2 separate regions of the Oryctolagus cuniculus genome follow, and region 1 is linked to region 2. Evidence: chromatin contacts called from public Hi-C data. All regions are on one chromosome and are shown on one strand. Each heading gives the region's core, a stretch centred on a gene start, on an enhancer-like site or on the middle of the called end of the contact. The rest is flanking DNA. Distances are from core to core; before and after follow the strand shown. Region 1 overlaps LRCH1 (leucine rich repeats and calponin homology domain containing 1). Region 2 holds the start of LRCH1 (leucine rich repeats and calponin homology domain containing 1).

Region 1 (4,148 bases), core at 682-3,181, 49 kb before region 2:
GCCATCTTGCCCTGAGTATACTGAACAGCCTTTTGGGCTTGGGCTCAGAAGCCATTTTCAGCCATAAAATCACAAAGGAGAAGTATGAAAATACAAAAAGCCGGTCACCAAGCAGACTGCAACAAGGACACGAGTACACAGTCGGAGCGATAAAACAAGAAGGCAGTGTCGCTTTGTTCAACCTCAGCTGCCTATGTGCACCCTGAGCTACTCAAATTCTTGTTGCCCTCTGTGTGTCTGTCAATGATGACAAAAGTCCCCCAAGTGCTGATCTGAGGGTCACAAATAAATTTTAACAAGTTGACAACTTCACGAATACAGAATCCTTGAGTACCAAGGATCGACTGTATTAACCATCTTGAAATGCACCTAGAATTTTCTAAATGTACAGTAACAGTAACACTATGAAGTCTACCCAACCAACAGTGGTGACCCTTGGAAAAGGTCATTTGAAAATTCAAGTTGTCTGAGCTGCACACACATTGTGCACCAGTCACTGCCTGCAAGGGGCGGAGGCTATGTTCCCCGGGGCACCAAGTATAGCAGGTAGAGTGCGGGGCCAACGGCCCACGGCTACAGGCCCAGCAGTGTGGACCACCAGCCTCTACCACCACATCTGCAGGACTCTGATCCAGTCCCAGGCTGCTCATCCCCCCAGGCTGGGATTTCCCACAGCCTCCAGAAGGCACTTCCTCAAAATCACTCCCTTTGTCTATGAATGCCTTTAGCGTCTCATCTGATTGTTACTCCAAGTTAATTCATGGACATCCTTTTACAGTCCAACAACAAGATCTCTGTTCATGAGATCTCCGTGTCATTTCCATACATGTGCTTAAGATAAAATTCAAGACTGGATAAATGCCCAATTTTTTTTTCAGTTTGCTACTCAGGGCAACACCAAGTGTCATACACTGTAAAGATGGAAACATCTGGCACAGATACTGTAACACACACAGGATCCTTGTAAAATAACTAATGACTTTTGGAGAAGCACAGCCTTCGATTTACAGTCCCTGCCAGATGGCACCACATCACACCGCCTCCACGAGGCTGGAGAGGAGGGACAGCCGTGGTCCCCAGGGTCCCGGGAGTTCCACGGGATCACAGCACTCCCTCGGGGCTGAAGCGTTCACCTACAGCAAGTGCAACTCTCTTGTCAAGGACAGCTAAGAACCCTAACTCCCTCCCCCAGGGCAAGCTTCCCATGCTCAGCTCCTCCTCCTTTCCTGTGATACGAAAGTAGGAAGTCACCGCTCTCGGAAACTTCTGCTTTTTAGAAGTCTCAAAACGGAATGCTCTTTGAAAAGCCTGGCTGGTATATTACAACTGAAAACGTTTGCAAGGGACTGGCATTGTGGCACAGTGGGCAAAGCTGCTGCTTGAGACACCGCAAGTCACCACTGCTCCACTTCCAACCCAGCTCCCAGCTCATGGCCTGGGAAAAGCAGCAGAAGACGGCCCAAGTCTCTGGGCCCCTGCACCCACATGGGAGACCTGGAAGAAGCTCCTGGCTCCTGGCTTTGGTTTGACCCAGCCCTGGACGTTGTGGCCATCTGGGGAGTGAACCAGCAGATGGAAGATCTTTCTCTCTTTCTCTTTCTGTCTCTCTCCTCCTCTCTCTGCCCAACCCTCCCCACAACCAGCTCTCTCTTTCAAATAAATAAATCCATAAAAAAAGAAAAGGCTTTTAAGTCTTCATTAAAATGACTAATATGATTAAAGATCCATTGGAAGTCCATATTTACTTCCCACCTTACACTGAGTGGTCAGAGACAACGCTGGGCCGTGTGCTGAGCTTCCTAAGGCTGGCTTGACGCCATGCTAGTCGCCAGCAGATTCCACGTCTGGGCCAACTCACATGTGCCCAGGGCCCTTCCTGTTCTCTCTCTTTCCATGAGTCTGTTCCTGTCAGGTGCAAACGCTCCAGAAATGTAGAACTGTGACATCTGAACTCACACTGACTCATAGCTGGAACCCATCTTCCTCTTCGGAGTTCACAACTGTAGACAAACGAAATCTAAGATGACAGTTCAAACAGAAAGGTATGCGCAAGTCTCGAGTGCAGATGCAGCTTCAGTCCCAGCCGCCTGTGCCTGCGGGAACAGCTTCGCTAACAAAGCTCAGAGCGCCACGGCTGCTAGTTTCTATCTATCTATCTATCTATCTATCTATCTATCTATCTATCTATCTATCTCAGGTCCTCCGGGAAGAGGCCGACACGGATATAAATTGTATGTCCCTATCCAACAACCCAGAAAAGACTCCGAAAGCATCGTGGACATGCAGAGCCGCTCTGCCACACCAGCGATGAGGACGTCGGAGTAGGCCAGGCTTACAGGCAGCTCCCTCGGAGAGCCGTGCTACCTGCCAACAGCCAAGCATCAGATCTTCACCTGCCCTTAGCTCCCGGGGTCAGGGTGGGGGCAGAAAACGAGTCACCTACATGCAGCTCAATCAAGTCTGCCACAGAGATACAGATTGTGGTCTACAGGGGTGAGAGAACACGCCTATAAATGACCAGGACTTTTAGGCTGAGAGTGCCCAGGGCAAAAAGTAAACCTGGGTACGACCATCACAAGGAGGGTTAGTAAAATACATACGGTAGACTCAGCATACGTAATACAGACCGTGGAAGGTCACAGACGGTCTCAGTACCGATATTCAAGGGTGTGAATGTGGCTTAGATAAAAATCTACTCATGAGACTCGCTTCACAGACACAGACCCTTGCATCACCTAAAAGAGAAACAATCAAGTCTTTGCAGAGAATGCTCTCATGGGGTGGCGCTGTGGCACAGAGGGTTAAGCCCATGTGGGCGCCAGTTAGAGTCCTGGCTGCTCCACTTCCAATCCAGCTCCCTACTAATGTGTGTGGGAAAGCAGTGGAAGATGGCCCCGAGTGGGAGATCCAGAAGAAGCTCCTGGCTCCTGGCTTCATCCTGGCCCAGTCCAAGCCATTGCAGCCATTTGGGGAATGAATCCCTGGATGAAAGATCTCTCTCTCTCTCTCTCTCTCTGTAATTCTGACTTTCAAATAAATAAATAAGAACACGCTGGTTCCTGCCTCCCGAGACAGTCCCCACGTGTCAGAGCCAGAATGTTTTCATTTCAGGAGGCACTACCCATACACTTGAAAATTGAGGTGCAGGCTGGTGCTGCGGCTCACTAGGCTAATCCTCCGCCTGCAGCACCCGCACCCCTGGTTCGAGTCTGGGTTGGGGCGCCGGATTCTGTCCCGGTTGCTCCTCTTCCAGTCCAGCTCTCTGCTGTGGCCCGGGAAGGCAGTGGAGGATGGCCCAGGTCCTTGGGCCCTGCACCCACATGGGAGAGCAGGAGGAAGCACCTCGCTCCTGGCTTTGGATCGGCGCAGCACTGGCAGTAGCGGCCATTTGGGGGGTGAACCAATGGAAGGAAGACCTTTCTCTCTGTCTCTCTCTCACTGCCTAACTCTGCCTGTGAAGGAAGGAAGGAAGGAAGGAAGGAAGGAAGGAAGGAAGGAAGGAAGGAAGGAAGGAAGGAAGGAAGGAAGGAAGGAAGGAAGGAAGGAAGGAAGGAAGGAAGGAAGGAAGGAAGGAAGGAAGGAAGGAAGGAAGGAAGGAAGGAAGGAAGGAAGGAAGGAAGGAAGGAAGGAAGGAAGGAAGGAAGGAAGGAAGGAAGGAAGGAAGGAAGGAAGGAAGGAAGGAAGGAAGGAAGGAAGGAAGGAAGGAAGGAAGGAAGGAAGGAAGGAAGGAAGGAAGGAAGGAAGGAAGGAAGGAAGGAAGGAAGGAAGGAAGGAAGGAAGGAAGGAAGGAAAATTGAGGTGCTTTTCTTTTCCATACTGTGCAGCGGGTAATTTTATTTACCAATGCTAAATGAGGCCGTCGCTTACGAAGTCACAGGGCTGACTTAGCCCAGTCAACCCGAGCAACTTTAAATCTTAAACTCTACTGGGAGAGATGAGCTGAACGTCTGCTCTCCCCACGTCCAGCTCCCCAGCCCCTTTGGTTCTCCACCTCACCAAGACAGCGTCATGTGTTCAAGGGACAGTGACCAGAGGCCGCAGAGGGAGATCAAAACAATCCAGGAAGATCCAAAAAGTCATTTATTATTTTGCAAGGATCCTTTCACTGAAGTTTTTTAAGACAGCAGCACTTGTCAGAAAACAAAGAA
Region 2 (4,325 bases), core at 1,546-4,045:
GCTGGCAATGTCACACCTTGTCTTTTAAGATTTATGAAAAGCTCCTTAGGGATCTTCATATGACATTCTGATTTTAAGATATTCTGCAAACTAAATAGGCGCCACTATTTTTATTTATATGTTTTATATATATATAATCTATATTTTACTACTCATATTTGCAACTCTACTAGAACTCTTTCTGTGCAGGAAATGTCAACAGTGTGCACACTGGAGGCAATTTCAACTCTTGTTTTATTTTCCCTTTTGTTCTTCCAAATGTTCAGTTAAGTCTTTAGAACAAAGAGAAGAATACATGTGGCTTACAATCAGCTTTTGATCTGAGACAAAGATGTTTTGAAAAAAGTAAATCTTCAGCACCTTTGGGTATTCATATTTCATGTAAAATAACAGGCTACACTACTTTTTTTCTCTTTATTGGATTGACTTAAATGTCTACAAACTTGGGTGACATCCCTCTGCCTCTCCCTTCCCCGAATGAAGGATTAACACTAAGCCTCTGAATTTTTAACTAGAATTCTCAGAATATTAAATATGTGCAACTGAAGCTTCTAATTGAAAACTCAGAAAACCCACAGCCTAAGTTGGCAATCAGCAAGCAGAGAGGAGAACAGGCTGTCTTACCACCCATGGTGAGATCTTCATTGAAAGATAATGGTCCCCCTTTTGAGACGACTGCTTTTCTTAAGTGCCAAACACAGCAGACACAGGAGGTTCACCCAACTTTGAAAGAAGCCTCAGCATACTCAAGGTAGGAGAAGAACCTGGAGCCCCTCCACGGGGCTGTGCAAACCCCTATTATGATTGTGGTGTCATGTGCACTCAATGGCGGAAGCCAAGTGGAATTTAGCCTTATTTAAGGTTAATCATTCAGGCAATTCTCGAAATAAGTGACACTTGAGAAGATGTAGCTCCAGAGATTCTATCAAAAGAGACTCCCGGGCTGCTGGGAACTCCACTCTGGAAACTCCCTCTTTCTGGGCCATTCTTGTCTATCCCTGAGTCCTAATGACAAAGTTGAATGACCCCGGAGGGCCAGTGCTCTCTGCCTCCAGTGAACTCAGAACCCTGTCTCAGTATTCATTAGGGTTCCGAATAAATGTTTATTGAATTAAAAGAAAGGAAAGGGTGCTGGCAAACTGCCTTCCAAAAACCCAACTGCCGGCACCCTGGCCTCACTGCCTTCTCCCTTTCAAATGGAAACTGGGAGATCTTAAACTGCTAAGGATCCCAGGGAACCGACTCCGGGTCTGCGATGACAGTGACTCACAGAGGGGCACCCACCGCCTTGGGAAATGTTGGGTGCTTGCCAGGAGGCAACCACACCCAGCTCCCAGTCCAGGGAGCTGAACCAGACGGCACAGTCAGAAACCAACAAGTCAGTTCTGCCCAGATCCCAAGGCCCCGGCCCCAGCCCCAGCCCACCACCCGCCTTCCTGTTTATGGATCCCGCTCCTACAACCAACCCTAGCCACCAAAGAGAAAGCAGACGTCTCAGAAATATGTCAACACATGACATAACTTGAAAAACGCTGGCTGCCTATTGGCGCGAGTTACAACTTGCCGGGCTCACGCAGGAAAACCGGCTCGCTTTAATTACTTTTCTTTTAATAGGCTACGCTTTGCCTCCCAGGGCCCCCGCAGAGCTCGAGTTACTGGGCACCGGGCAGCCTCCCTCCGAGGAACCACACCGTGTGGGCGGTGAACTAAAGGCACGGCAAGAAGGAACCGATCGCCTCCGAAGCGGCGGCCGAGGCGGATGCAGACCGGCGCCTGGGCACCTCCTCGAAGCCGGCACCCGGTGGCACCCAAGGGGGGACCCCGCGGCGCGGCGCCGATGCCCTCGGGTCGTCCGGGGCGCGCCACCTTTGTCTGGTTTCCCCATCCGGACCCCAGCGAAGCCAACCTGCAAAGGGGGTTTGACCCGGTTGCAGGCGCGAACGCGGCCGCCTGCAACCTCCCACTTTCACGGGGCGCACAGCGACCGCCTGGAAGTCCCAGCCCCGCGCGGCCACTTCCCTCTGCGCCGCCGCGGGGTGGGGAGCAGGGGACCCGCGCGCTTGCCGGCGCACCCCGATCTTCCCGAGCCCGCTTCTCCCGCGCCCACTCGGGAGAGCTTCTGCGAGCGGACCCCCGGCGAGGCCAGATCTGACTGGTCACCGCGTCCGGGCAGGCGCGACAGCCAGCCGCACCGACATCCACACCCACCGCCTGCCCCCGGGGCCCTCGCTCACCTGCCTGCACCGTGTCCGAGAGGTCGTGGCCGGGGGCCGCGGTCCTGGGAAATTCCTTCAGTTTCCTGGCACTGAGGTTCAAGCCCCCGGAGTGGACCGCCTCCTCCAGCGCGCGCTCCAGACCCCGGTTCAAGGGCAGGTTGAAGCCCCCGCTGCCGCCGCCGCCGCCGCCGCCGCCAGTCCCGCCGCCAGCCCCGGTGCTCCCGTGGTGGTGGTGGTGATGGTGGTGGTGGTGGTGAGGGTGATGATGAGGGTGCAGGCTAGCCGCCGAGAGGGCAGGGACGAAAGGTTGGGGTTCGCTTGCCGGCGTCGCCATCTTCGCCCGCGCCCCCCCACCCCGCCCCGCCGCTCCTGCGGGGGGGGTCGCAGCTTTTCCCCTCGGCAGCCGCTGCCGAGTCCCTAGGGTGCTCCACGGAGAGACGCCGGCAGCAGGCGAGCAGGCTGCGGGCAGGCGCGCGGCTGGGGGCGGACGGGAGGCGGCCGCGGCGGCTCAGTCTTGAAGGTTTCCTGTCCCCGGGCAGCCGCGGAGTGCTGCGGCGGCGGCGGCAGCGCGCATGTGTCTCCTCCTCCTCCTCCTCCCCTGCGCCCTCCTCCGCCGCCTGCTCCCTCCGCCTCCTTCCCCGCGCGCGGCCCGCGCTGCCCCGAGCCTTCCTGCACGCACGGCTCGCGGTCGGGGTCCGTGGGAGCTGCACGTGTGCTCGGGGGAGGCTTACAGTTAGGGGCCCATCAGGTTTGGGGGGGACACCAGATTCTTTAGTTGAGGGGGGAGGTAATTAGTGGATGCGGTCGCGGCGAGGGGGAAGAATCCTCTCTGAACCCCAGTTCCCCGGGTTTTGTAGATTAGGTACAGCTCAACGGGCACCCCCGGCGTTGAGGCTCGTCTGATTTGGCTACACTGCTTAGGAGTGTATAGCTGTTGCGTTAATCCAGCAACCCGTGGGCGGAAAAATTGCTCCTCTCGGTGTACAGAGCAAGTTAAGGAACTTCGCTGGGGCAGAGGGGCAGCTGGATTCGAACTGGTAGCCCTGGGACTTCGGTTCGCGCCCTCTTATTGAGCATATGCCCGCGGCCCCGCTCCGGCGCCAACAACGAAATGCTTGGTGCCGAGTGACAGGAGAGAGTTGCGGTATAGACGCGGGACCTTGAGCATGCAGGTCGTTTGCAGGGTGGACAGGACACTGTGTCGTTCGCGGGAACCGGAGCCCCGGGATTGGCGGGGCCCCGAGAAATCAGAACGCCTCGCCTCCTCCGTGCGCCCTGCGGCGCACCGGAACTCGCGTTCTGCCTTCCGACACCCGGCGGAGAGCACCCAGGCCGAGGCTGGCACTTCTGTCGGTGATTTGGCTTGGGGAAATGAGGCTGGGGGCGGTCAAGCACACAAACTGGAGCGGGGGAGCGGGTCTACAAGCTGTGGTGCCGAAGCGTGGCTGGAGCAACAGGCCGGAACGTATGACTGCATGGACCCGGCGCTTCAGTGTGGCAGGAGCTACGTCCCCTGCAAGGACTACGCATAGTCGCCCTTAAATCCTACGGGATTCTTGGCAGCGAGCAAAACATTTTCATTGCTGGGAGGAGACCAGCGCCACCTGCCGGTATTTCCCCCCCCCCCCGCCCCCGAAACCTCCTCTCTCACGCCAAGGACACAAATCAGACTTCAAAACTAGTAATAATAATATATGAGAGTACTTTTACACGACGTGAAAATTAACCTACCTCCTCCTCTCCTTAAAAAGCCAAGTGAACAACATAGATAAGCACAGAAAAAAACTGCAGTTCAAAATCTTCGCGGAAACCAGAGGGATGTGATGAGTGTCCAGGATGTGGGTGGAGCCACCTTCCCACTGCCTGCAAACTTAGTCCAAGAATTGTGGTATCACACACAGCAAAGGTTTTTTGTTTTTTTTTTTTTAAAGACTACCAATTATCTGAGTAGAGAAAATGATGAGAATATGAGTTCACGATGGGTCCTTATGATAGACTGACCTAGTACTGCAGTTTGTTTCCCATTCTACAGATTACTAAAGTGTAAAATCCTTGAGGCAGACCCAGTGCCCATTTTTTCAACTCCCCCCCCACCCCCATAACCCGGAG

The links. A called contact is a pair of places that touch in the nucleus more often than the background predicts.
Region 1: a Hi-C map of an unstated tissue shows a contact between it and region 2, with 2.1 times the contacts expected there. The contact joins the enhancer-like site here to the promoter of LRCH1 in region 2. A contact is called at or near these places in 2 of 6 Hi-C or Micro-C datasets (ear pinna and an unstated tissue).

Annotation. Positions count from the first base shown.
Region 1 is chr9:65,578,249-65,582,396 of mOryCun1.1, reverse strand. The region is part of intron 1 of LRCH1 (leucine rich repeats and calponin homology domain containing 1); the gene reads right to left. Among named protein-coding and RNA genes, the nearest start is that of LRCH1, 49 kb to the right of the region's middle. Within about 2 kb of position 1,931, at least 2 of the 8 cell types and tissues checked have an H3K27ac peak or open chromatin away from gene starts, as enhancers often do.
Region 2 is chr9:65,529,673-65,533,997 of mOryCun1.1, reverse strand. LRCH1 (leucine rich repeats and calponin homology domain containing 1) reads right to left here and starts at 2,795. Exons shown (of 19, transcript XM_051832282.2): 1 at 2,235-2,795. The coding sequence starts at 2,550.